7 separate regions of the Mus musculus genome follow, and all the other regions are linked to region 4. Evidence: chromatin contacts called from public HiChIP or PLAC-seq and promoter capture Hi-C data. All regions are on one chromosome and are shown on one strand. Each heading gives the region's core, a stretch centred on a gene start, on an enhancer-like site or on the middle of the called end of the contact. The rest is flanking DNA. Distances are from core to core; before and after follow the strand shown. Region 1 holds the start of Carlr (cardiac and apoptosis-related long non-coding RNA). Region 2 has its middle 21 kb from the start of n-TNgtt9. Region 3 has its middle 6.1 kb from the start of Gm3363. Region 4 holds the start of Msrb2 (methionine sulfoxide reductase B2). Region 5 holds the start of Dnajc1 (DnaJ heat shock protein family (Hsp40) member C1). Region 6 has its middle 41 kb from the start of n-TNgtt9. Region 7 has its middle 71 kb from the start of n-TNgtt9.

Region 1 (3,033 bases), core at 114-2,613, 570 kb before region 4:
CGGGGCGGGCAGGATCTGCCTCCCGGAATCCCACAAACCGTACATGAGCAAGTTCGAGGCCAGTGTGTGGGCTTGCAGGGCCATCCCTCAGCCAGGACAGCACTTAATCACCGTGTCCCCTGCGGCGTGACGTTAAGGCTGGGAGGAAAAGAAAATTCTCCCGGAATCTTCGTTACAAAATCGTTTCCTTTACTAGCCCTCAATCCTGGGAGTCAGGGACACTTAAAGGCACGGTTGGGGTCCTGAAGGAAGAGATGGGATCCGGACTGGAGATAGCCATCTCTCTTCGCAGCCCCTGAGACAGAGTCATTCGACCACCTTCTCTCCCGACTGACTTTCCTGCTCCGGTAATTAAGGGAGAAGCGCAGAGACAGATTCACCCCATTTCGCCCTTTCTCATTCCCAGTCATTGCGAAGCCCCTGGCCTGAAAGGCTCGGGTTCCTCTCCTGCGTGGCAAAGGCCCTCTCACTCCGAGAGCTATAAATATTAATAAGCTGCACGGCTCCGGGCTTAATTATCTTCTCTTAATTGTAGCTTAACCAAAAATCCAGCCTCCTGCTACTCGGGCCTCTCTAAATCGGGATTATTTAGTTTCCGTGTCTGGAGGCCCCTTCGGCTCAAAGTCTTCTGTGTTGTGCCGCCAAACCTGGAAACCATATGCTGCGTCTCTGCGCGGTTTAAAATCATCCTTAGAGCAATGACGCCTCTCCTTACACTGGATGCCTAGGTTCGGGGCAGTCTTCTGCTCCCTTTCCCTGAACCTGGTACTCCCTACTACCAAAGGATTCTGCCTCCATCTCTTTTCCCTAAGTCCCCAGTAGCCTATAGGGGTTTGTCAGATAAGGGTGGCCCTTGTGGGGCACGGAATTCGCCCAGCAAATGACGACATCTGACTCAAGGGAAGGGTCTCTTCATCCCCTCACCGGGAAAGCAGCCCACACCGCTCCACTGTGGCAGGCAGGCTCCCTTGGGATTACTTGATCGGGCTGCACTGGGACACCACCCTTGTCCCTACCTGCGCAGCCCGCTCCTTGCCAGGGCTCTTCCTGGTGCATCTAGAATTCGGTGTCAAGAAAGCTCCAAGCCTGGAGCTGAGGGCTCTGAGCTTTCTTCCCTGGGTCGCAGGTGGGAGGAGAGAGAGGTCGTGGTAGCTTGCAGTTCACTGTCCTTCCCGCGCTCGAGATCCACGATGCTGAAGCTTAAGCTTAGGTCCAAGGTCTTTGATTAACAAGCTGGACATCCAGTCCTGCACTGGTGGGCAATGCCCAGATCTTCTCTAGTTCAGTCCCCTGGCTATAGAGTGCGCCTGGCTTCTGCAGCGCAGTCTATGGTCCCTCTAGCACCTTAGCTCTGCGGTTTTTCCTCTACAGACTGGGGGGCGGGGGGAGCTTAGGAGGACCCTAATCACCAGCACCAGCGCCCAGCCTTGCTAATTCAGGGGAGGTCAGCAAACCACAGGGAACAGTATTCCTGATGTGTTTTAGGTCTGCTTTGTCCTGGTGCAGATTGATTTCTAAGGCACTGTCAAAGTCTATGAGAAGCAGCTGTAATTCAGTTGATTTTAGCTCCTGGGTACCCACAAACAGCTGCCTAAGGCGGATAGATTGTGTCTGTGCTCATGCGATCAGGATCATTTACAAATGTAACTGCTAAAGGGGCACAATAGCATGCATATTCATGTAATCCTAGCACTCTGGGTGAGACAGGAGGACTGCAAATTAGAGGACAGTCTGGGCTATGTAGACGCTGCTTCAAAAAAATGAAGCAAAATATTAAATATAATTGTATATTTACATGATAACCATTTGAGTTGCATCAAAAGAAATGTTCAAAACACTAAGAATTTAGGTAATATTCTCCAGTAGATAAATTAACACTGAATATATTTTAGTTAAAAATGCAGATCTGTCACAGAAGTCCAATTATAGGAAACTTTCACAATCTGAAAGATTAGTGGTCAAAGTGGCAGTCACTGGAGTTTCCCAAAGCCCAACCATCTACTGAAATCACCAGAAAGGAATCCACTTCAGATACTTCAGGACTCACTACAGTAGGTAGGTAGTTTCTGGTGGGGTTTTAGAGGCAAGATCAGTTTTACTTTTTGGCAAAACTAACATTTCCTATATAATTCACATAGATCAGTGGTTCTCAACCTCCCCTTTAATCCAGTTTCTCACAATGTGGTGACCCCAGCCGTAAAATTATTTTCGTTGCTACTTCATAACTGTAATTCTGCTACTGGTATTAATCATAATGTAAACATTTATGGAGATAGAGGTTTGCCCAAAGGGTTGAGAACCACTGACATAGCCTCTAGACCAGCAGCAAATATTTGGCCCAGGCCCAGAGCTGGGAAACCTGTCTTGGGTGGTTAGAAGAACTGCAGCAGACCAGCTTTGGCTTTGTCACTTCCTAGCTGTGCTACCACCCAACCTGAGGCCCCCAGAATGGGAAAGAGGCTAAATGATGAGCAGGAGCCTGACTGAGCATAGAGCAAGACAGATGTGGGTGGAGCAAGACAGATGTGGGTGGAGCAAGACAGATGTGGGCGGAGCAAGACAGATGTGGGGGCAGTTGATGGGCATTTGGGCAGGCAGGCAGGTTTAAAAAAATTACTATCCCGCACTTTGCCACTTTTCAGATGCTCAGTACCAATGTCAAGTGACCCAGAGCAACAGTATGAGAATGCGCCTCAGCGTCCTCTGAAGGGGTTCTGGGCTCCGAATCAGGACAGAGCCTTTCTGGAGGGACTCTTGCTCCCCATCTGCCTTTTCTGCTGCAGTGAGTGAAGGCGGGAATAATGAGAACAGGCAGCCACAAAAGCCTCTTGTTCTCCAGCTGGAAACCTAGTGGGAGTTTTCTAGGCTTTTCTTGATCGGTCTTTTATTTCAACCAAGAATAGTTGCACACGGCTGAGAGAAAAGAATTTCTCCATTAATGATAGTCTTGAGCTATCTCTCACACATACACCTTTTCTCTCTCTCGTACTCACCCACATCCATACTTACACATCTGCCTGTCCCCTTGGCATT
Region 2 (2,989 bases), core at 305-2,804, 760 kb before region 4:
TGGATTGCTTAGACTATGTACAAAGTTGGCCTTTTAAAGTCATATAAGTTGTGCTTAATTTTTACTGCTTTGAGCAGGAAACAATATCTTAATAGGATTAACTTTATTTAAGTACTGAATTATTCCAATTAAGTTGGAAAACAAAAATGACTTCTCCAATGATGCCCATTTTTAGAAAGCTCATCTGGGAACTCTCTGTACTCCTAGGCAAGTGCATTTACCATTTACCAGAAGAAATGCATACAAGACATTTTAATCTACTTTCAATGATTCTGGAAGTCAGGTTCTCAAATCAAAAGAATGTTTGCTGCCAGCTTTCACATCTATGATTTGAAGTTACCACTCTAAGTTTAGCAAGGCCTGGCTGTATTGCTAAGTCTCATGCCAAGACCTGTGAGCTTTCTCCCCTTTTGTAAATAGCCTGAAAAGAAGTACTTAAAACCTGATTTTAATTGAAGGCAATCAATATAAACCAAGGAAACTGTTTTGTTTTAAATGAGACACCCTGTAAGTTCTGCTCAGAACAATTCCCCTTGGTTTTTTTTTTTTTTCTTAAGAGTCTCAGAAATTTAATCTTTCAAATATTTCCAGGAATTCCAAAATCTATCACACAAAGGAGGAACACCTTCGTTTTGTTCTGGAGTGAGGGGGACAGAATAGAATGTTCTTGAAAATGTGAATCTAGAAGGTTAAAACATAGTTGGAAAGGTGAATTATTTTATTTTCAGTTTCTATATATAGACCAACTTCCCCCATTATGACTGAAAGAAATGTCTCAGACAGCAAATGATGTCATTGCCTCCGTTGACTTGAAATGCTTCTATCATCTGCTTGAAAAAAAACAAAGAATCCAACCCAGCTACCTCACAGAGAAACGCCTCCTCAATGAGACTTTTCAGGAAGACACTTGTCGCTAGTCCCGCAGCCAAGAGACTTCAAAATCACACTGCTTCTCAGAGAACTCCCCACGGACCACCATTTAGGAATAATTTTAATTCAAAATCAGCATTCTTGAGTTCAGATAAGTGGGGGGAGGGAGAAGGAGAGGGAGAGGGAGAGAGAAAAGGCGATAAGTATAAAAAGTGAATAATTTAAAAGAAACACCTAACCACCTTACTGCTTGGGAGTCCCCGTGTTTAACGGGAAAAAAAACACGAATTAATATCTCTGTCTTCTTTGCCGGTCTCTCTACAACTCATCTCTGGAAGTCTGTCCAGAAAGACGATTCTGATTCCTAGTCTATTGAAATACAGTGCAAAACTCCCAGTTGCAATAAAAGAAAAGAAAGCACGGGAGGAAGCCAACTAGCTAACCAAAACCAGAAAACAAGAAAGAGAAGGAAGGAGGGAGGGAAAGAGACAGAGAGACAGGGACGGGTCAGACAGAGACACAGACAAAGAGAGAGGAGACAGAGAGGGAGAGAGAGAGAGAGAGAGAGAGAGAGAGAGAGAGAGAGAGAGAGAGAGAGAGAGAGAGAGAGAGAGAGAGCGCTAATCTCCTTGCAGCAGGAGACAACAGCACCCCACCCCAAGAAGTCCCCCTCCGCTGCTGGGGAGCACTGGGCACACAGTGGCTTCTGAGGTCACCAGCTTGCCACCCTGGCCCTTGGCAGCCTAGGCTCGCACCTGGACGCCCTCTCTAGCCCACACTCAACAGGAGAGAGGGAGGAAGGGAGGGAGAGAGAAAGAGAGAGAGCGAGAGAGAGCAAACGACAGACAGAAAGACAGACAGACAGAAAAGAGAATGGCCCACCTGTGAGCCCAGCAGGCAAGAAACGCGCCGGCCACAGACTCAAAATGGAGAAAGAGGAACCGAGAGGGACAGGAAGGAGGGAGACACGGGAAGGGACAGTAGGATAAAAACTGTTCAGGGTCCGCGGGTTAGAGGATGCCAGATGGAGAACCCAGGAGTGGAAAGCCAGAGCACCAGGAAGAGCGAGGAGGCCGAGGCAGTGCTCCAGCCAGGCTGCTCCGGTGTCCAGGCTCCATTTCCAACAGCGCCATATTCGTGCAGCCCTTTGTCGTGGTTGATTTTTCTCCGGCGGCTGGGGACCTGTGCCAGTGGGTTTCTGCCGCTTGGGCAGAGGGCTTGGCGGCAGGACAGGATGCAGGGCTCAGTTGGGGGACCTTCGTGGCCATCTATATACCTTGAGGGGCTTCAGTGTGCAGGGCCCAGCTGGGAACCATCGTGCCTGCCTTACAGGGCTTCAGGGTACAGAGCACAGGGGGGAGCCTCAGGCCTGTCTTCCTGGTAGGGCTGTAGGGTGCAGGCTCCAGCTGGGAACCCCAGTGCCTGGTTTTGCCCTTGCAGGGCTGCAGGGGACAGGACCTAGCTGGAGGCCCTTCTTATACGTGCCTCGCAGGGCTGCAGGGTTAGCTGGGGGACCTTACTGCCCTTCAGGGCTGAGGGGTGAGGAACCCGGTTGCAAGTGGCCCTCGGGCGCTGCACCCCTCGGAGTTCATGTCCTTGACGTTGGAACGGTGAGTGGCAGACGCTAGTGCAGGAAGGAGGCGTTACTAGATTGATCAAAGAAAGAAAAAGAGGAAGGACGCCCTTAAAGAGAAGGGTGCTAGCTGAAAATAGCGGAGCACAGTGCCCCAAGATCCGAGCCTTTCTGGAAGGGATTTCGGGCCTCCCGCCCCCCTCCTCATCCCACCTGGGGGCGGGCGGTCAGCCACCTCCTCCTGCGCACAGCCACCAAGTCTCTACCCTGGTTGCTCTCCGCCTAGACCTCTTACAGGGTCGACTGTCGGGCTGACCGCCCGGACCTCCAGGTCCGCGGGTCGCTCCATCCCACCCCTACGTCCGAGGTATCAAAGCTCCCCCGGTAGATCTTGGGGTAACTGGAGGCACCCCCAGATAGAAGCCGCGTCCGCCACTCGTCCCGCCCTATGTCGCTCTGACATAGTGTCACCCTGAACCTCACGCACGTCTTTTTCACAATTCTCCCCTTTTCATGACGAGGGTTGTCCTTTCCTCCAAATCCCAT
Region 3 (3,110 bases), core at 474-2,973, 600 kb before region 4:
ATTAGCTTGTATGAGGAAACACCAATTGAAACCAAATAAATAGAAGCCCAAACTTTTATCTCTCTCCCAAGCCCAAATATTTGGCAATGATTCTCAACCGATTGCCTTCTAAACTAGCACTTTAATGAGACAGTAATCCAGAGCCAAAACAGAGAGAGAAAAAAAAAAGTTTGTCATGGTTGTGAAATCTTTAGGAAAGTATACGTAACACCCAAACACTGCCAAAGAAAAGCTAACCTTGAGGGCAATTTTAAGTGTTAAGATTTGATGAGAAGATGGAATCCCAGGGCATCAAGAGCAAGGAGAAACAGAAAGGAAAACAGATACAAAGTAGCACGTTAGTGAACACTTGTGAGAAAGTACTGCTGACTGTTCCTAAACAGAAAGGAAAACAAATACAAAGTAGCACGTTAGTGAACACTTATGAGAAAGTACAGCTGACTGTTCCTAAACAGAAAGGAAAACAGATACAAAGTAGCACGTTAGTGAACACGTATGAGAAAGTGTAGCTGACTGTTCGTTCTGCAGCTTTCAGGCAAAGCTCAAGCCTTGGGAGTGTCCGTGGTAGAGACTGATATGCCGGGTAGTGTTTGTTTTCTGCCTCTGTGAAGGTTTGTCTCATACTGTTCTAACTCACCTTGCGCTGGGACCTTGGGCAGATAGAGGCAGAACATTCCACCATCAGGGCCCCTATAAGGAAGCAGGGTTGAATCTTTACCCTCATTTGTTGGGGGTTATCTGTCAGGGAGGGAACAGGAGTGGAACCCTCCGCAGAAAGGCCAGCCCTGGACACCACGAAGCAGAGGTGGTGGTGAGGTTGGTGGGGCTAAGTAAATCTGGAGAAGTACATCAATTGCTCTGGGTGTTCTTTAGGCAACAACATTGCCATATTGTTCTTTAGGATATTTTCTTTCTATTGTTGGAGTGAATCTACTCTTAGAGGACTTAGTTCTGAGAAGGATGCTTTTAAGGCTCATGTAAATTTCCTAAGCAGTAAATATTTTTTTCCTATCAGCTTGTCTCTCAGTCACCTACCCCCTAGCAGCAGCTTCTCCCCCAAAACAGACACCCTACTTCGGCCAACTTTTGAGGACATTATTTTACTTACAGTTTGAGCAGAATAAACTTTATATACCTTTAGATTACACTTCTGTGAATTGTGGCAACTGTGATGTAATCACCACTGCTTTTGAGCTATAAAGTTATTGTCCAGCCTGCAGTGTACTACTTTCGTTTTCTGGCCAGGCAAAGGCTTTGTTTACAGCTTTTAAACATGGACTCTAGTTGGTCGTGATCTTTTCTGCGATTTTCCTCATGTTATGTTTTCAGATCCTTGTGAGTTGTTACCTGTATTAACACTGAGTTAATGCTAGGTTCCTTCTTGAGGGTGTGATGTGCTTTTAGACAGTGTTACCTGCATTATCCTCATTACTCCTCACCATCCTGACCAGAACAGCACTCCACTGACCAGAACAGACACTGGTAAAACCTGCTCCCTGGAAGTGGGCGCAATCACCCTCGGATGCAATCCAGGCCCAGAACGTCCCCGAAGCTGGAGCTGGGCGGCCGCTGGGCCACTGGAGTGCGCAGATGACGGATCCTCAGGCTCACAGAAGGTAGAATCCTGGCCAGAAAATAACCCGAACTCGGTCTAAGGCAGCGGTTCCGGGAGCAGCATGCTTATAAGAGCAAGGACAAACCGCACTACACCCGGCGTTTCCCTCCGCGCGCGGACGGCTCTACTTCCCGGCTGGGCGCTTGGCTCGGGGATCGTGGGGCTCGTAAGCTCTCCGTGGGCGCCTTTCCCGATGTCGTCGCTGGGCTTCCCGGGAGCAGGGGTGGCCGCGCTGCCGCCGCGCGCTGCACAGAGCTGACCTTGTTCTGCGCGGTGTCTGCTTGAATGGCGTCGGGAGTTGGGGTCGGGACGCGTGGGCCCAAGGCGCCCCGGCCTGCCATCCCCTCGGGCCCCGCAGCGGACTTTCGTTTTGTGCTGAGCGCCAGGGCATTGTTCCCCTACTCATGGACTCACCGGGTGGCTTTGTCTGTCGGCCTTCCTGGGGCGGAAGGAGGGCAAAGGCTGGGGCGTGGATTTGGATTGTGCACCACCTTCTCCTTTAGCTTTGAGCCACTGGCCGTTGTCCCCTTTAGGGTTTTGATCTTTGGGTTTTATTGTTTTCTTGTGCTCAAAATTGCGTACAGAAGCTAGTTTTCTGGCTCTTTGCACCATCATCTTGTGTTAGGAGAAAGGAAAGAAAGGAAGGAAGGAGGGAAGGAAGGAAGGGAAGGAAAGGAGGGAGGGAGGGAAGGAAGAAAGAAAGAAAAGAAAAGAAAAGAAAAGAAAAGAAAAGAAAAGGAGGAAAAGAAAGGAAAGGAAAGGAAAGGAAAAAGAAGAGAGGAGAGGAGGGGAGAGGAGGAGAGGGGAGGGGAGGGGAGAGGAGGGGAGGGGAGGGGAGGGGAGGGGAGAGGAGGAGAGGGGATGGGGAGAAGGAGAGGAGAGGAGGAGAGGGGAGGGGGAGAGGAGAGGAGAGGAGGAGAAGAGGAGAGGAGAGGAGAGGAGAGGAGAGGAGAGGAGAGGAGAGGAGAGGAGAGGAGAGGAGAGGAGAGGAGAGGAGAGGAGAAGAGAAGAGAAGAGAAGAGAAGAGAAGAGAAGAGAAGAGAAGAGAAGAGAAGAGAAGAGAAGAGAAGAGAAGAGAAGAGAAGAGAAGAGAAAAAAGAATATGAGGCCTCCTCGGGATGGTGTGCAACCCTTGGCAGAAGCAATGTGACCTCGGGGCCTAGGGGAGGGAATTGACCTGTGTTAGAATTAGGGTTAGGGGTCCTATGATTTAAGACTATCCAAAGCAAACGTGGGAAGAAACTGAAGTCTAAGAAGTCATCATCTATTTGTTCATACAACCTGTCAGGAATGAGAAAACAAATAAGTAATAGCAAATAAATAATACCAGCAAGGCGGAATGTGAGCTCAAGGCTGGCTTTAGAACTACTTTTCGCCAATTACCTCCCACAGTCATGACATTTTAAACCTTTTGCATACAGTTTATGTATTTGCTTATTGGTTTCTCTCCTTCCTGTAAACCTACTAAAAAAAAAAAAAACAAAACAACAACAAC
Region 4 (3,219 bases), core at 305-2,804:
GCTTCCCTCTGTTTTCTGGGAGTGTGAAGATCTGCAGAGATCTGCAAATACTAGCTGACTCCACCTCCAGGGATGCAGATGTTACAGTACTCTGTATACTCACTGACATGTTGATTAATCGGAAAGAACAGAAAGTCCAGAAACAGATCCCTGTATTGATAAAAACAAACAAACGAACCAACCAACCAACCAACCAACCTGGGGTTTCTCCCCAGTGGGTGTGTGCGACCCTGAGGCCGTGAATGCTAGCCATTGCTCTACTACAGAGCTGCATTCTCAGCCATACACTGATTTTGACAAGAACTCAAATGCAGGCAGTAGAGAACAAAAAAAAAAAAATTACCTTATTTTAAAAAATGAATAAATAAATAAAAATTAACTCAGATAGATAATAGACCTAAATGTAAAACTTAAAACTATAAAATTAGCAGAAGAAAACACATAAAATATTTTGTAATATTGGACTAGCTCCATTTGTTAAATATGTTACCCCTAAGCCGCCACAAACTATAAAAAACAAAAACAAACCATCAAACCGATAAAATGAAGTTTAACAAAATGTAAAACTTCCCATCCCAAGACACAATTAGGAAACAGAAAAACACAGCCCACAGTCTCGGGAAGGGAAATTTGTGAGGAAACGATTTGATAATGGCTTTGTGCCCAGAGAATATATGGAAGAACCTTGAAAAAAATCCACAACAAGTAAATCTAATAATAAATGGGCAAAACCATGTATGATTTAGCAATGGCTAATTGTCAGTTACTGAAAGATAACACAAGAGAAGCCTATTACTGTAAGAAGTTTAAGTCTAACTTTGTAGTGATGCATGTCTATAAACTCAGTCCCGAGGCAGGAAGATTCCAAGTTTGAGGACGCTTGGACAACATAGAGAGATTAGATCTCAAAAACCGAAGCAAAACAAACGAACGAACAAAAAACCCAACCAACCAACCAACAACAAAAAAACAGGCCTGAGTAATCAAGTGTAGGAAGGGGATGATGACAGGAGCTTTCATACATTGCTAGTGAAGCAGCCGTTGCCCTTGAGACCTGGCTATTCCTCTTCCAGGTATCCAAAAAAAAGGCATGTACAGGAACGCTCCTGGCAGCTTTGTTTTTGATGTGCAAAAATTAGAACAGCCTAAACTAATGAGTAACAGTTTAGTATAATGGAATATTATTCAGAACAACAACAACAACAAAAAAAAGATTTGTGCATAATGTAACGCAAAAAACCAAGCAGCAATGTCCAGATAATTATGTTGAGTAAGGGAAGCCAGAAATAACCAACTGCAATTAGTATGACTTCTGGAAAACCTAAACAAACTGAAACACAGCAAGTTTTAGACTAGTCATGATTCCAATCGGAGTAAGGTACTGCGGGAGGAGGAGGCAGTGGAGTCCCGGGATATTCCACACACTCCGCGAAGATCAAGGTCAAGAGGAGCAAGAGGATAAGTTAAGTGGTGGGGGTAGGGTGGAGCACCAGAAGAAAAGGAGAGCCTGGAGGAGGGGAAGAGACCTGGGCAGAGGGGAGGGATCCGGCGGAGGGTGGGGGTTGGGTAGGCTTGGGAGGAAACCCGTTGGTGGCAGCGTCATGGCGCGACTGCTGCGAGCGCTGCGGGGTCTGCCTTTGCTGCAGGCGCCTGGACGGCTGGCTCGGGGTTGCGCGGGATCGGGAAGCAAGGACACAGGTAGGTCCTCAATCGCTGCCGTCTCTCGTGGCTTTCGGTTTCACAGTCCTGGCTGACCCTGGGCGGCCTCCTGTGAGGTCCTGAGAGACTGGTCCCAGCGGCCCGCTGCCTGAGTTGCGGAGCAGAGCAACGCGTTTGGTAAACTTGGTGTGCTGGGGGAGCACTGATGCCGGAGAGGATCGAATCTTCTCCTATGCTTGCATACAGTTCGTTTATATGTTACATTTTGGTGTACAAAGTCGTGTTAGGAGCCATGGTGTTGTCAGGGACCCAGTGGCGGTCAACAGCCGTACCTTGTGCGCCCTCTCCTGGGCGGGAGTTAATCCTTGCCCTCCCCCCCCCCCCCCCCACTTCCTTCGGGAGGACTGCTAGTTGCCTCCTGTCCTGTGAGACTGGCCCACTGCACCATCACGGGTGCTGCTGCAACACTATCTTGGTTTTGTGTGACTCTAGGTTTTGAGATGTGTGGGTGAATTATTCTCGTGTTCCAACAGGTTGTTAGTGGCTAAGAGACAGGATGGGGTGGAATGGTAAGTGCTTTTTGCCCTCATTTGTGAATCCGGACACTTTTGCATCTTCCCTGGGAGGAGTAGGAGTCTTTGAGGAGTCCCAGGTGTAATTCTCTGTAATTTCGTGGCCCTGTGGTTTAGCACTGGGCAGCTGCTCTCCTGACCTCCTTTCCAACCCAGTTTTATATCTTATGCTGCTTAGGAAAAGTCTTGGAAAGATCAGGAATTCAAGGCCCATACCTAAACATGATAAAAGCAATCTACAGCAAACCAGTAGTCAACATCAAAGTAAATGGTGAGAAACTGGAAGCATTCCCACTAAAATCAGGGACTAGACAAGGCTGCCCACTTTCTCCCTACCTATTCAACATTGTACTTGAAGTCCTAGCCACAGCAATTAGACAACAAAAGGAGATAAGGGGGATACAAATTGGAAAGGAAGAAGTCAAAATATCACTTTTTTGCAGATGATATGATAGTATATATAAGTGACCCTAAAAATTCCACCAGAGAACTCCTAAACCTGATAAACAGCTTCAATGAAGTAGCTGGATATAAAATTAACTCAAACAAGTCAATGGCCTTTCTCTACACAAAGGATAAACAGGCTGAGAAAGAAATTAGGGAAACAACACCCTTCACAATAGTCACAAATCATATAAAATACCTTGGCGTGACTCTAACTAAGGAAGTGAAAGATCTGTATAAAAAGAACTTCAAGTCTCTGAAGAAAGAAATTAAAGAAGATCTCAGAAGATGGAAAGATCTCCCATGCTCATGGATCGGCAGGGTCAATATAGTAAAAATGGCTATCTTGCCAAAAGCAATCTACAGATTCAATGCAATCCCCATCAAAATTCCAACTCAATTCTTCAACGAATTAGAAAGGGCAATCTGCAAATTCATCTGGAATAACAAAAAACCTATGGTAGCAAAAACTCTTCACATGGCAGCTTATAACTCACTCTAGTTCCAGGGGATCCATGGCACCAGGCATGCACATGGTGCACAG
Region 5 (2,941 bases), core at 161-2,660, 980 kb before region 4:
TATTTCATAACTTATAGGAAGAGGTACATTTCTTAGCTAATTCTGTTAAGTGTGCCTTTTTGCTGCTGCTGTTGTTTTTGCTTCACAACTTACATCTTGTGTGAAGGACTCAATCATAGCTTGTGGAAGTCTCTCTCATTCCATGATCATGAAGTTATTATTAGTTATTAACATGTCTTCTTTTTTCTGTTCATTGTTTGAGGTAGTCTGAATAAATACCCTCACTCAATCACTTTCAAGTAGAAATAAAAGGGAACAAGAGATTTTACAAGTTAAAGACCCAAGTTAAAACCTGAAATGAAATCAATGGAGAGGCAAGGACGTATACACAAGACTATCCTGACCTCCTCTTTCAACAGCACTCCAAACACCTCAAACCCTGAAAGTGTCACAACTTCTCTAATGAGTTCTAGGACCAAGCGGGAGGAGGCTTCAAATTTTTCCAGATTTCTAACTGCTACACAAACACTAATAGCAGGCTTTAACGATTACAAAATACAGTGCAAGAAAACTGCTAACAGACGCTGGGCAAAATGTATTTCAGTCTTCCCAGAAAGGACGAGGGAGAGGGAGGCAGTTGGAGTAAACATATGTTTAAGTGGGAAGATGACAATTTGGGGTGATACATGGTTACTGTGTCACACTTGAGTGTTAAAAATCGGTCTGCCTACATCTCTCTTCCTTCTTCCTTCAGCACAGCTCGCGGGGTGGGGGAAGGATGGTCTCCAGAAAGCCAAAGAAAAGGTAGTTGCACCGTCCAGCCTAACACTCAGATCAGAAGTTCCGAAGTTGGGCCGACAGTGAGGAACTGGGAAGAGATGGCGGTCAAGTGGACCGGGCTGGGTGAGGAGGTCCGGCCCGCCGCGCTTACCTGCTGCACCCCGAGGAACTCGTAGAAGTTCAACTGCACCTCTTCCACCAAGTCGAACAACTCCAGGTCTCCGCTCTCCCAGGCGCGCACTGGCCGCACGGCTGCCAGCAGGAACAGCAGCAGCAGCCACAGCGGCCGCACCGAGGATGACTCCAACCCGGAGCGCCGGCGCTGGGGAAGTCGCGCGGATCCGAAGCCGGGAACCCACATCGCGCTGGGCTCAAAGAGGTCGGTCGGCAGGCAGCCACGCCGTGCGCCGGCAGAGAGCGGAGACGTGGCGGGTGGCGCGGGCGGTGCGGACGGCGCCTGTCAGTCAGGAGCGCGGGCAGCCGCCCGGAAGCGACCAACCAGGCTGCCGGCTCGAGGGAAGCACTAACTGCCGCGGAGCCGGCGGCTGGGGAGCGGAGACCGGCCGCAGCCCGCTCTCCCTCTCTAGACCCTCGCCCCGGCCTAGGAACAGCTGGAGAGCCAGCGCTGGCACCCAAGCGGCCGTGTGGGAGAGGTTTCCCCAGGCCTCAGCCTATCCCAGGCCTCGCTTCCGGTGACATCACGTCTCCTAGCAACTGTGGGGCGGGGGCGGGGCCGGAAGTAGGAACGCCAGGCGCTCTGGATTCTGGCCTCAGAGAACAGCTTTCCGTGGCTGGCTTGTAGAGCAGCTGCACGTGTGTCAGCGCTGGCTAAAAGAGGTGAATAATCAACAATCGCGGACCTCCTGGGCCAAGAACGCCTATCTGTAGGTTTTCTTCCCCATGCCTTCTACCTTGCCTTCCTAAGTATTGATATTAAAAGCATATTGGAGGGTCGATGTATTTTATTGCTTAGGGGCTTCTGTTCATGTGCATTTTGTTATTTGATCAGTAAAGGTAGGATGAATTGAACAATGCCTAAAACACACAGATCCACCCCATTGTGGTTTTGGAAGGTGGGGGCACAAAAAGGAATTTAACCAAGAAAAAAATTATACTTCTAAATATGAATTAAGATTTGCGGATATAGTCCATGCAAATAAGCAGCCTCTAATTTCCAGGAGATCTGAAGCCCCCTTCTGGCCTTTGTAGGATCCTGCACACACCTAATACACATAAATTCAAGAAAGCAAACACACATACATATAAATAAAATTTAAAATATTCTTTTAAGTCTGAAGTTTATTTCCTTAAAGTAAAACTAATCTTGGACCTAGTATTGACTTTTGATTAAGACCACTTCTTCCTCTTGCAGAGGACCTGAGTTCTGTTCCCGGTACCCATATTGGAGTGGTTCACAACTGCCTGTAATTCTAGCTGCAGTGATCCAGTACTCACCTCAAGCTTCCACAGGCACCTGTGCATGTGCACATACACATAGGCAGGCACATACATGTACATACAAGACCCATCATCTTTACCAAGTCCCTACATTAAAGCAAATGTTTGTTTATTCAATGAGTGAAACTGTCAGAAAATATGGCAACAACAAATTTTGTTTACCCAATGTCCATCCTTTCCATATTTGATCATATTATTGAATACTGTGTTATTTGAAAGTGGTGTGATCTTGCCACAACTGCAAACGTGTTAGTATGAGCTCTTAGCAGACAGTCCTGTATTTCTGTCTTGAACTCTGTGTTGTCCAAGAACTCTAAGGACTTACTCCATTTTCAGGGGACTTATCACTTTCTAAGGCCAGGCTGATACAGAAGTCGAGTTGCCTCTACTTTATTCTCTGAGACAATTTTCTTACTACAATTCAAATTTGTCATTTCCACATTAACTGTTGTGCTGCAGGAGGTAACACAATTGAATAAATCCTTTGTCAATGTCTGGGCTAAGGGCAGTTATCAGCTGTTTTCTTCCCTGGTGGCATTTACTGATCCTAGGTATGGAGTGATTCGCTTTGGTCTGCTCAGAGGGACTTTACACAGATAAAAAGAAAGCAACGAAATCTTTACTTTGAATTGTATGATGGACTAAGGTACAAAGAAGCCCCAAACATACAGTCAGCCGTCCCACAAGACGCCCGCTGAATATCGCTTGAGGTTGAGGAACTGTGCTCACTGGTCATAAGATTTGTGATAGCTATGCCCAGTTG
Region 6 (3,068 bases), core at 193-2,692, 740 kb before region 4:
AAATACTAACAATAGGGCCGGGGAGATGGCCCAGTGGTCAGGAGCACTTCTTGCTCTTGCACAGGATCTGGGTTCAGTTCCCAGCGCTCACATGGTTCACAACCATCTGTAACCATAGCTCCAGGGGGCACCAAGCTTATATGTGGTACATATACATACATGCAGGCAAAGCATCCACACAAGAAATCAAAATAAATAAATGTGATAAAATGTTAAAGAATAACAGAACATTTAATAGTGTTGTACTGAAAAGCATGAGAATAAAAAGTACCAGTTCCAGAAAGAAACCGAAGGAAAATATACCAATCATTTCCGTGCTCTCGAAGGAATCACACCCACCAATGCTTTCCCACTCAGCACAGAAATTTACAGCCAGGCTGGGTGTGCTAGCGCACACCTTTAATCCCAGCTCTCAGGAGGCAGAGGCAGGCGGATTTCTGAGTTCGAGGCCAGTCTGGTCTACAGAGTGAGTTCCAGGACAGCCCAGGGCTACACAGAAAAACCCTGTCTCGAAAACAAAACAAAACAAAATCGCCTCTGCATTCTCAGGTGAAGGAGATGGTTTGAAAGGAAAAATTTACTTTCACAAAGCCTGTCTCACCATCAGTTCAACTTATCTGGTTTTACTATCTAATAGAACAGGCTGCCAAAATCTATACTTCCAAAACAAATCCCCATTTCAGGCAAAAGTAGATCATTAGGCCTTCCTAAATAGTGAAAATCTAAATGTTTCTCAGGCATCCCTCATTTCTAAGTCCAACTTAGTTTTGTGTATCAGCTGAGTTTTCAAGACAAAGAGCTATCTTGGTGTGCTTTCTTCTTTCTGTCTCTCTGTCTCTGTCTCTCTCCTCTCTTTTTGTTGTTGTAGAGAGAGAGAGCAAATCCTTGGAAATCATTTTAAATGTATCAATAATGGCACACAGTAGGCATTTGGTTCATGTCAAAACTTTCAAGGAGTCTGTTTTCTCCTTCCTTCCTTCTGGGGATTGGACTCAAGTCATCAGGCTTAGAACCAACCCTCTTTGCTAAGGTGCCTCACTGGACCAAAGCATTTTGTTTTTTAAAAAAGAAAGAGATTCGTTTGTGTTTCACTCAGGGTTATAGGTTATAATAACTCTGTTGAACCATTCTGCCAATCAACAAAGGACTCTGGGATATCCATTATCCCTTTACCCCTGTTTATAGTTCTGTTATATGGGTATAAGTTATGGTTGTACAATATATACATATGTGTATGCTCCTGTGAAGAGATTATAATTGAGTTAATTGAAGACATGTCTTAAATGATGTTTCATTAAACTGTGAAATTTTTGAAATGAAGTTAAGAAAAATGAAAATTATAAATAGAATAGAAGAAAAGGAAGCAAGTGATAGCAACTGCGTCCGAGTAAAATGAGAAGTGAAGGCTGGGTTTAACCAGCAGGCAGCAGGCGGTTTCATGGAGAGACGCTGAGCAGTCTTCTCAAGAGGAAGGAGCGAGCAAGAGGGGCAGTTAGTGGGGTTCTTAGTGCTAACCCCACAGGAATTGGGGCTTTGCTTTGGGAGTAATGGGAGGCACATCTGGTCAGAGGGAGGAATTCCCCAAAAGCCAAGGCAGAAGAACCCAGAATGTCCATAGAAGGGACCAGCAACCCACTATAAACTCTGAAGCAGGCATGCCCTGGGCACTATTGTCCATTTCCACAAAGGTTCGTGATTTCCTTAGTAATTATTCCCGTATGAAATCAGTGAGCGGATGCTGTGGAAAGTTCACATCCATACAAGGCGAAGCTACTTAGAAGCGCCTTTTAATCCTCCGTGACCCCATTATAAACAACAGAATTAATCCTTTATCCTCGGGGAATTCCCTTTACATGCGAGAACAGAGTCATGTAAAATGTTCCATAACACCTTGTATAGTTGACATATATCATGTTAAATCTGCCAGACATAGTGGCATACCCCTAGTGTTCCAGCATTTGAGAGACCAAAGCAAGAGATTGAGGAGTTCAAGGTCAGGCTAGGCTACAGGAGAGCCTGCCAAAGGCACAAGCAACAAAATTATAGCAAATCTGGAATGCCTTTTCTACTGATGAGCAACAGGGTATCTTTAAAGTGCATTTTTATTTTGTTTGAGATAGGGTCTTCATAGTCTGACTTTGAAAGAATGTATGTGTGTGTCTGTGTGTCTATGTGTGTGTGTGTCTGTGTGTGTGTGTCTGTGTGTGTCTGTCTGTGTGTGTGTCTGTGTGTGTGTGTCTGTGTGTGTGTGTCTGTCTGTGTGTGTGTCTGTGTGTGTGTGTCTGTGTGTGTGTGTCTGTCTGTGTGTGTGTCTGTGTGTCTGTATGTGTGTCTGTGTGTGTGTGTCTGTGTGTGTGTGTGTGTGTGTGTGTGTGTGTGTCTGTGTGTGTGTGTGTGTGCTCAGGTGCACACGCCCTTATGCACTTGCACAGAAGACAAAGGAGAACATGAGGTGAATCCTGCTTCATTATATGACATTTTATTCGCTCGTGTCAAGACAGGATCTCTCGCTGAGCCTGGGACACAATTGTTTTCCAACTGAGTTGGCTAATGCTGAAGCCTGTCTCCACGACCTAGCACCCTGGGTCACAGGAGCACATACAGGACTCTGTGCATTCTGGGGACCAGAACTCAGGCTTGGTTGTGGAGTCAGTGCTCTTAACTGCTGAGCCATGTCCCCAGCCTCTGAGTATACTTTAAAAGAAACCTTGTTCAGTGACTTAAATGAAAATATAACTAAGTAATTATGATAGGAAATGGTAACAGTAAGGAAAAACTAAACAAAACAAAGCCAGAGTCTCTAAGTTCCACTGTGTTATCTTTGCTCAAGTAAAAGATCATTGTCACCTAAAAAAATAAAAATTAGGAAGTGAAACAAAATTGGCAGGAAAGTGAAATTCAAAACAGGTAAGAAGAAATTGCTTGCACAATTCAGATAAAATAATGATAATAGTAGTAGTAATACATACATACATTCATGCATAGAGATGGATTGCCTTTTGTTTGCAAAATGTTTGAAATAAGACAATCAAAAGAAACACAACCCAATTCATGTGTCCAGAGAGCTT
Region 7 (3,052 bases), core at 286-2,785, 860 kb before region 4:
GAAAACCTCCTGACTATTTTAATCAGGTATTTTTCCATAAAACAAAGATTTCATTTACCTCTTATACACTAACTACAACAGTATGTACAATATAAAGAAGATCTATACATAAAGAAGATCTATATGAAATTTTTTTGCATGTAATTATTTTAAAAAAAAAGAAAGAGGTGGGCTGACAAGAGGGCTCAGCAGGTGAAGAGAACTTGCTGCCAAGTCTAATGACCTGAGTTTGATGCCCAGGAACTTCTGCAGCTTGTCTTCTGTCCTCTACATATGCACAATAGCACACATAATAAATTAATAAATGCAATTAAAAATACAATAAAAAGGAGATAAATGGAAGAAAGTGAAATATTTCCTTAGCCGTATACATTATATTTCACAGTGCAATTTGAGATAATTTCTCTGACTCTGACCTACGTCCTCCACATCAGAATTGTGTCACCCCATTGGGTGTGACCAAACAAAAGCTCGTGTCTTTCCCCCATGTGCTCTGTTTTCTATCCCACATCCCCTGACCCTAGCCTCTCAGACTTAGCCACTCTTTTGTTAACCTTTGTTAATGGCCACTGTTCAAAATTTCCAGTCAAAATTTAGTTTCTTAGCAATCTGGCACCATTTATTTTCTTTCACATGTCATGACTATGCATATAACGACATATATTTATGTTCATTTATTTTCTTTCACATGCCATGACTATGTATGTAGCTACATGTGTTTACGTTCATTTAAATGGAGACCAGGAACACTGGAAGGGGCAGGTGGCTTATTCAGGATGTGGAATTTAAATGGACTTAAAACAAATTAAGACCTTTAAATCATTTTGTTATTCTCTTCTTTCTCTAATTCCTTCTTTCTATCTTGTTTTCTTCCTTTTTCTGTGCTGGGGACCGAATTCAGGGCCTTGTAAATCAGATGAGCTCTTTGTCACCAAGTTACACAGCCAGACCTTAGAGCAGGTAAATGTTTAATGAGCAGATATTAGAGAGAGGTACTCCAGCCATCATCAACACAAGCAGCATCATGTGTCAGTCACTCATCCACTGGTGAGAAAAGACCAAGAGCGCCAACTTAAAGGAGATGCTTTATTTTACACCTTATTTAGGTTCAAGGTTTCAGTTCATGATCATGTGACTCTGTTGCTTACAGGTCCATGGTGAGATGGGCCATCCTGGTGGAAGGTATGCTGCAGAGCAAAGTGGCTCACCGACGGGAGGCAGGAGGTGCAGAGAGATAGGGGACAATGCAGCCCCCAAGAACCTAGTCCTCTCATCAAGAGAAGAGCTCATACTGGATTCATCAGAGACCTATGATCCTATCTTCACAGACCAACCCATGAATATTGATGCTTCTGGGGGTAATTCCAGATCTAAAGTGTAAAAAATGTGTATATTGCATGTTCACAGTAAGCCAAAGGCATTTCTGAGCTCTTCATAGTCTTAACTTCACTTATCCTTCACACCAACACAGTGTGGATAGCCCTGGAGCTATGTGATGTTAATGTTGTTCTCCAGTGTGTGGCTGCGAACCAGGAATGACTCAGCCCTCAGGTGATCTCCTGTAAACCTGCTTCCCACCTTGATTGATTTGTAAAATAAAGGAGAGCTGATGATTGGGCAGATGTAAGGGAAGGTGGAGCAGAAGGAGAGGGAGAAATAGGAGAAAATGGAAAAGGGAGAGGAGGAAGAAAAAGAAAATCAGAGCAGAAGCACATGGCCTGAAGAAATCACAAGTTCTAAGGGGGTCTCATAGATGTGGAAGATGGTAGTGTAGCGGTAGATCTGCCCAATCTAGGTGCACAGCATGTATTCATATTAACTGTGTCGTGTTTTCATTGCTGGGGCATATTTGGGCTGGAGATTAACTGTAACACAGTACTATGAGGGGAATATTATTATTATTATTATTATTATTATTATTATTATCATCTCCATTTGACTGATAGTTGGGCTGAGCCACTGACTGACTAAGCATGCTGAAGAACACTCAATTACTGAGCAATGGAACAAATTTTAATACACCAAGGCTATGTTTCTAACCATCATGTGAGACCATAGAGAGGATCAATTAAGCAATAGATGCAAAAGGTTTGAAGAGAAGCCACAGGCTATAATGGCTAAACACTAGCCAAAAGTCTAGTTGCAGGGATGGGGGGATAAATTACAGAAACCTTAAGCTCTTCCATTAAACCTACTTTTTTAGGAATTATCCTGGGGGTAGGTAGTCAAGAGTTGCAAAGGTTTTCCTAATATATGCCTGGCTTAAAGATCTGCCTTTGAATAGACGAGTTTGGGGGTAATGGCTAGATTCAGCAGACAAGCAAAGGTCAGAAGAATTGTTTGTGGGTCTCTCTGCCTGGTACTTTCCCAGGGGAGAGCTTAGCTTTCTGTTTCATTCATTTAAACGTAGGTTGTGAAGCAATGTAACCTATCTCACTTCCATATTAGAACAAATAAGGATAAAAGCCACCAGCAGCAGCATTGCATAAACAAAAGGGTGCTGCAAAGATGACTTGCTGCCCAAATATGAGGACCAGAACCTAGAACACAGGGGAAATTTCCAGCATGGTTGCACAAGCACTGTGTGTGGGGTGGGGTGATAGGAGGATCTACTGGGGCATGCAGACTGAAGGCCTAGCTCCATGCTCAGTGACAGACTGTCTCAAAGGGATAAGGTGGATGATACTAGAATAGGACATCTGGCACCTTCCTGTGTCCTTTGAGCACACATGGACACACATCCACATGTGCATATATCACACACATATACCTCTGTTCTCTCGCTCTTTGTCTTCTCTCTCTCTCTCTCTCTCTCTCTCTCTCTCTCTCTCTCTCTTATACACACACACACACTTTAATTAAAAAAAAAAACAAGACTCCTGTTTGCCTTTTTATGGACCAGAAAATATTTAATAACAGTGGCTCTTGCTAACTTTATGAATTATCTGCATCTCCCTCTTCCATTTTACATAGAGTCTCTTCTAATTGCTGCTGTGTGGACCAGCTGCATCTTTATTAAATAAAGAAAGACTACAGACTATGTCCTCTCTGC

What was found. Promoter capture Hi-C pulls out the DNA fragments that hold promoters and counts their contacts. HiChIP or PLAC-seq counts read pairs in DNA pulled down with a chosen protein or histone mark.
Region 1: an H3K4me3 HiChIP or PLAC-seq map of bone marrow-derived macrophages shows a contact between it and region 4, with 7 times the contacts expected there. The contact joins the promoter of Carlr here to the promoter of Msrb2 in region 4. A contact is called at or near these places in 13 of 39 promoter capture datasets (the C10 cell line, the HPC-7 cell line, cranial neural crest and 8 more), 1 of 15 datasets of contacts at CTCF or cohesin (large pre-B cells), 1 of 484 Hi-C or Micro-C datasets (bone marrow-derived macrophages), 12 of 115 datasets of contacts at active chromatin or transcription factors (bone marrow-derived macrophages, cardiomyocytes, craniofacial prominence and 6 more) and 2 of 9 other capture datasets (adipose tissue and bone marrow-derived macrophages).
Region 2: a contact with region 4 is called in a promoter capture Hi-C map of hippocampal neurons, with 6 times the contacts expected there. The contact joins the enhancer-like site here to the promoter of Msrb2 in region 4. A contact is called at or near these places in 3 of 39 promoter capture datasets (the C10 cell line, hippocampal neurons and pre-B cells), 2 of 484 Hi-C or Micro-C datasets (cerebral cortex and uterus), 7 of 115 datasets of contacts at active chromatin or transcription factors (bone marrow-derived macrophages, craniofacial prominence, double positive thymocytes and 4 more) and 3 of 9 other capture datasets (adipose tissue, embryonic stem cells and liver).
Region 3: a contact with region 4 is called in an H3K4me3 HiChIP or PLAC-seq map of bone marrow-derived macrophages, with 5 times the contacts expected there. The contact joins the enhancer-like site here to the promoter of Msrb2 in region 4. A contact is called at or near these places in 6 of 39 promoter capture datasets (the C10 cell line, the HPC-7 cell line, hippocampal neurons and 2 more), 2 of 15 datasets of contacts at CTCF or cohesin (large pre-B cells and pro-B cells), 8 of 484 Hi-C or Micro-C datasets (LSK cells, the N1E-115 cell line, Sertoli cells and 3 more), 15 of 115 datasets of contacts at active chromatin or transcription factors (acute myeloid leukemia, bone marrow-derived macrophages, cardiomyocytes and 7 more) and 4 of 9 other capture datasets (adipose tissue, embryonic stem cells, liver and 1 more).
Region 5: a contact with region 4 is called in an H3K4me3 HiChIP or PLAC-seq map of pro-B cells, with 11 times the contacts expected there. The contact joins the promoter of Dnajc1 here to the promoter of Msrb2 in region 4. A contact is called at or near these places in 10 of 39 promoter capture datasets (the C10 cell line, the HPC-7 cell line, cranial neural crest and 5 more), 2 of 15 datasets of contacts at CTCF or cohesin (large pre-B cells and pro-B cells), 10 of 484 Hi-C or Micro-C datasets (CD4 T cells, the N1E-115 cell line, Sertoli cells and 7 more), 16 of 115 datasets of contacts at active chromatin or transcription factors (astrocytes, bone marrow-derived macrophages, cardiomyocytes and 13 more) and 2 of 9 other capture datasets (embryonic stem cells and liver).
Region 6: a promoter capture Hi-C map of pre-B cells shows a contact between it and region 4, with 5 times the contacts expected there. The contact joins the enhancer-like site here to the promoter of Msrb2 in region 4. A contact is called at or near these places in 6 of 39 promoter capture datasets (the C10 cell line, cranial neural crest, frontonasal cranial neural crest and 3 more), 1 of 484 Hi-C or Micro-C datasets (cerebral cortex), 6 of 115 datasets of contacts at active chromatin or transcription factors (bone marrow-derived macrophages, craniofacial prominence, embryonic forebrain and 3 more) and 1 of 9 other capture datasets (adipose tissue).
Region 7: an H3K27ac HiChIP or PLAC-seq map of embryonic stem cells shows a contact between it and region 4, with 4 times the contacts expected there. The contact joins the enhancer-like site here to the promoter of Msrb2 in region 4. A contact is called at or near these places in 4 of 39 promoter capture datasets (hippocampal neurons, liver and pre-B cells), 1 of 484 Hi-C or Micro-C datasets (pancreatic cancer cells), 5 of 115 datasets of contacts at active chromatin or transcription factors (bone marrow-derived macrophages, double positive thymocytes, embryonic stem cells and 2 more) and 2 of 9 other capture datasets (adipose tissue and liver).

What each region holds. Positions count from the first base shown.
Region 1 is chr2:18,800,455-18,803,487 of GRCm38.p6, forward strand. Carlr (cardiac and apoptosis-related long non-coding RNA) reads right to left here and starts at 1,364. Exons shown (of 1, transcript NR_131254.1): 1 at 1-1,364.
Region 2 is chr2:18,606,482-18,609,470 of GRCm38.p6, forward strand. No RefSeq gene overlaps it. Among named protein-coding and RNA genes, the nearest start is that of n-TNgtt9, 21 kb to the left of the region's middle. Within about 2 kb of position 1,555, at least 210 of the 459 cell types and tissues checked have an H3K27ac peak or open chromatin away from gene starts, as enhancers often do. A contact at or near this core is called in adipose tissue, bone marrow-derived macrophages, cerebral cortex and 6 more, where this site is marked.
Region 3 is chr2:18,765,403-18,768,512 of GRCm38.p6, forward strand. No RefSeq gene overlaps it. Among named protein-coding and RNA genes, the nearest start is that of Gm3363, 6.1 kb to the left of the region's middle. Within about 2 kb of position 1,724, at least 399 of the 459 cell types and tissues checked have an H3K27ac peak or open chromatin away from gene starts, as enhancers often do. A contact at or near this core is called in the HPC-7 cell line, LSK cells, the N1E-115 cell line and 17 more, where this site is marked.
Region 4 is chr2:19,370,082-19,373,300 of GRCm38.p6, forward strand. Msrb2 (methionine sulfoxide reductase B2) reads left to right here and starts at 1,555. Exons shown (of 5, transcript NM_029619.2): 1 at 1,555-1,698. The coding sequence starts at 1,602.
Region 5 is chr2:18,391,420-18,394,360 of GRCm38.p6, forward strand. Dnajc1 (DnaJ heat shock protein family (Hsp40) member C1) reads right to left here and starts at 1,411. Exons shown (of 12, transcript NM_007869.3): 1 at 872-1,411. The coding sequence starts at 1,081.
Region 6 is chr2:18,626,214-18,629,281 of GRCm38.p6, forward strand. No RefSeq gene overlaps it. Among named protein-coding and RNA genes, the nearest start is that of n-TNgtt9, 41 kb to the left of the region's middle. Within about 2 kb of position 1,443, at least 2 of the 459 cell types and tissues checked have an H3K27ac peak or open chromatin away from gene starts, as enhancers often do. A contact at or near this core is called in pre-B cells, where this site is marked.
Region 7 is chr2:18,514,851-18,517,902 of GRCm38.p6, forward strand. No RefSeq gene overlaps it. Among named protein-coding and RNA genes, the nearest start is that of n-TNgtt9, 71 kb to the right of the region's middle. Within about 2 kb of position 1,536, at least 3 of the 459 cell types and tissues checked have an H3K27ac peak or open chromatin away from gene starts, as enhancers often do. A contact at or near this core is called in embryonic stem cells, where this site is marked.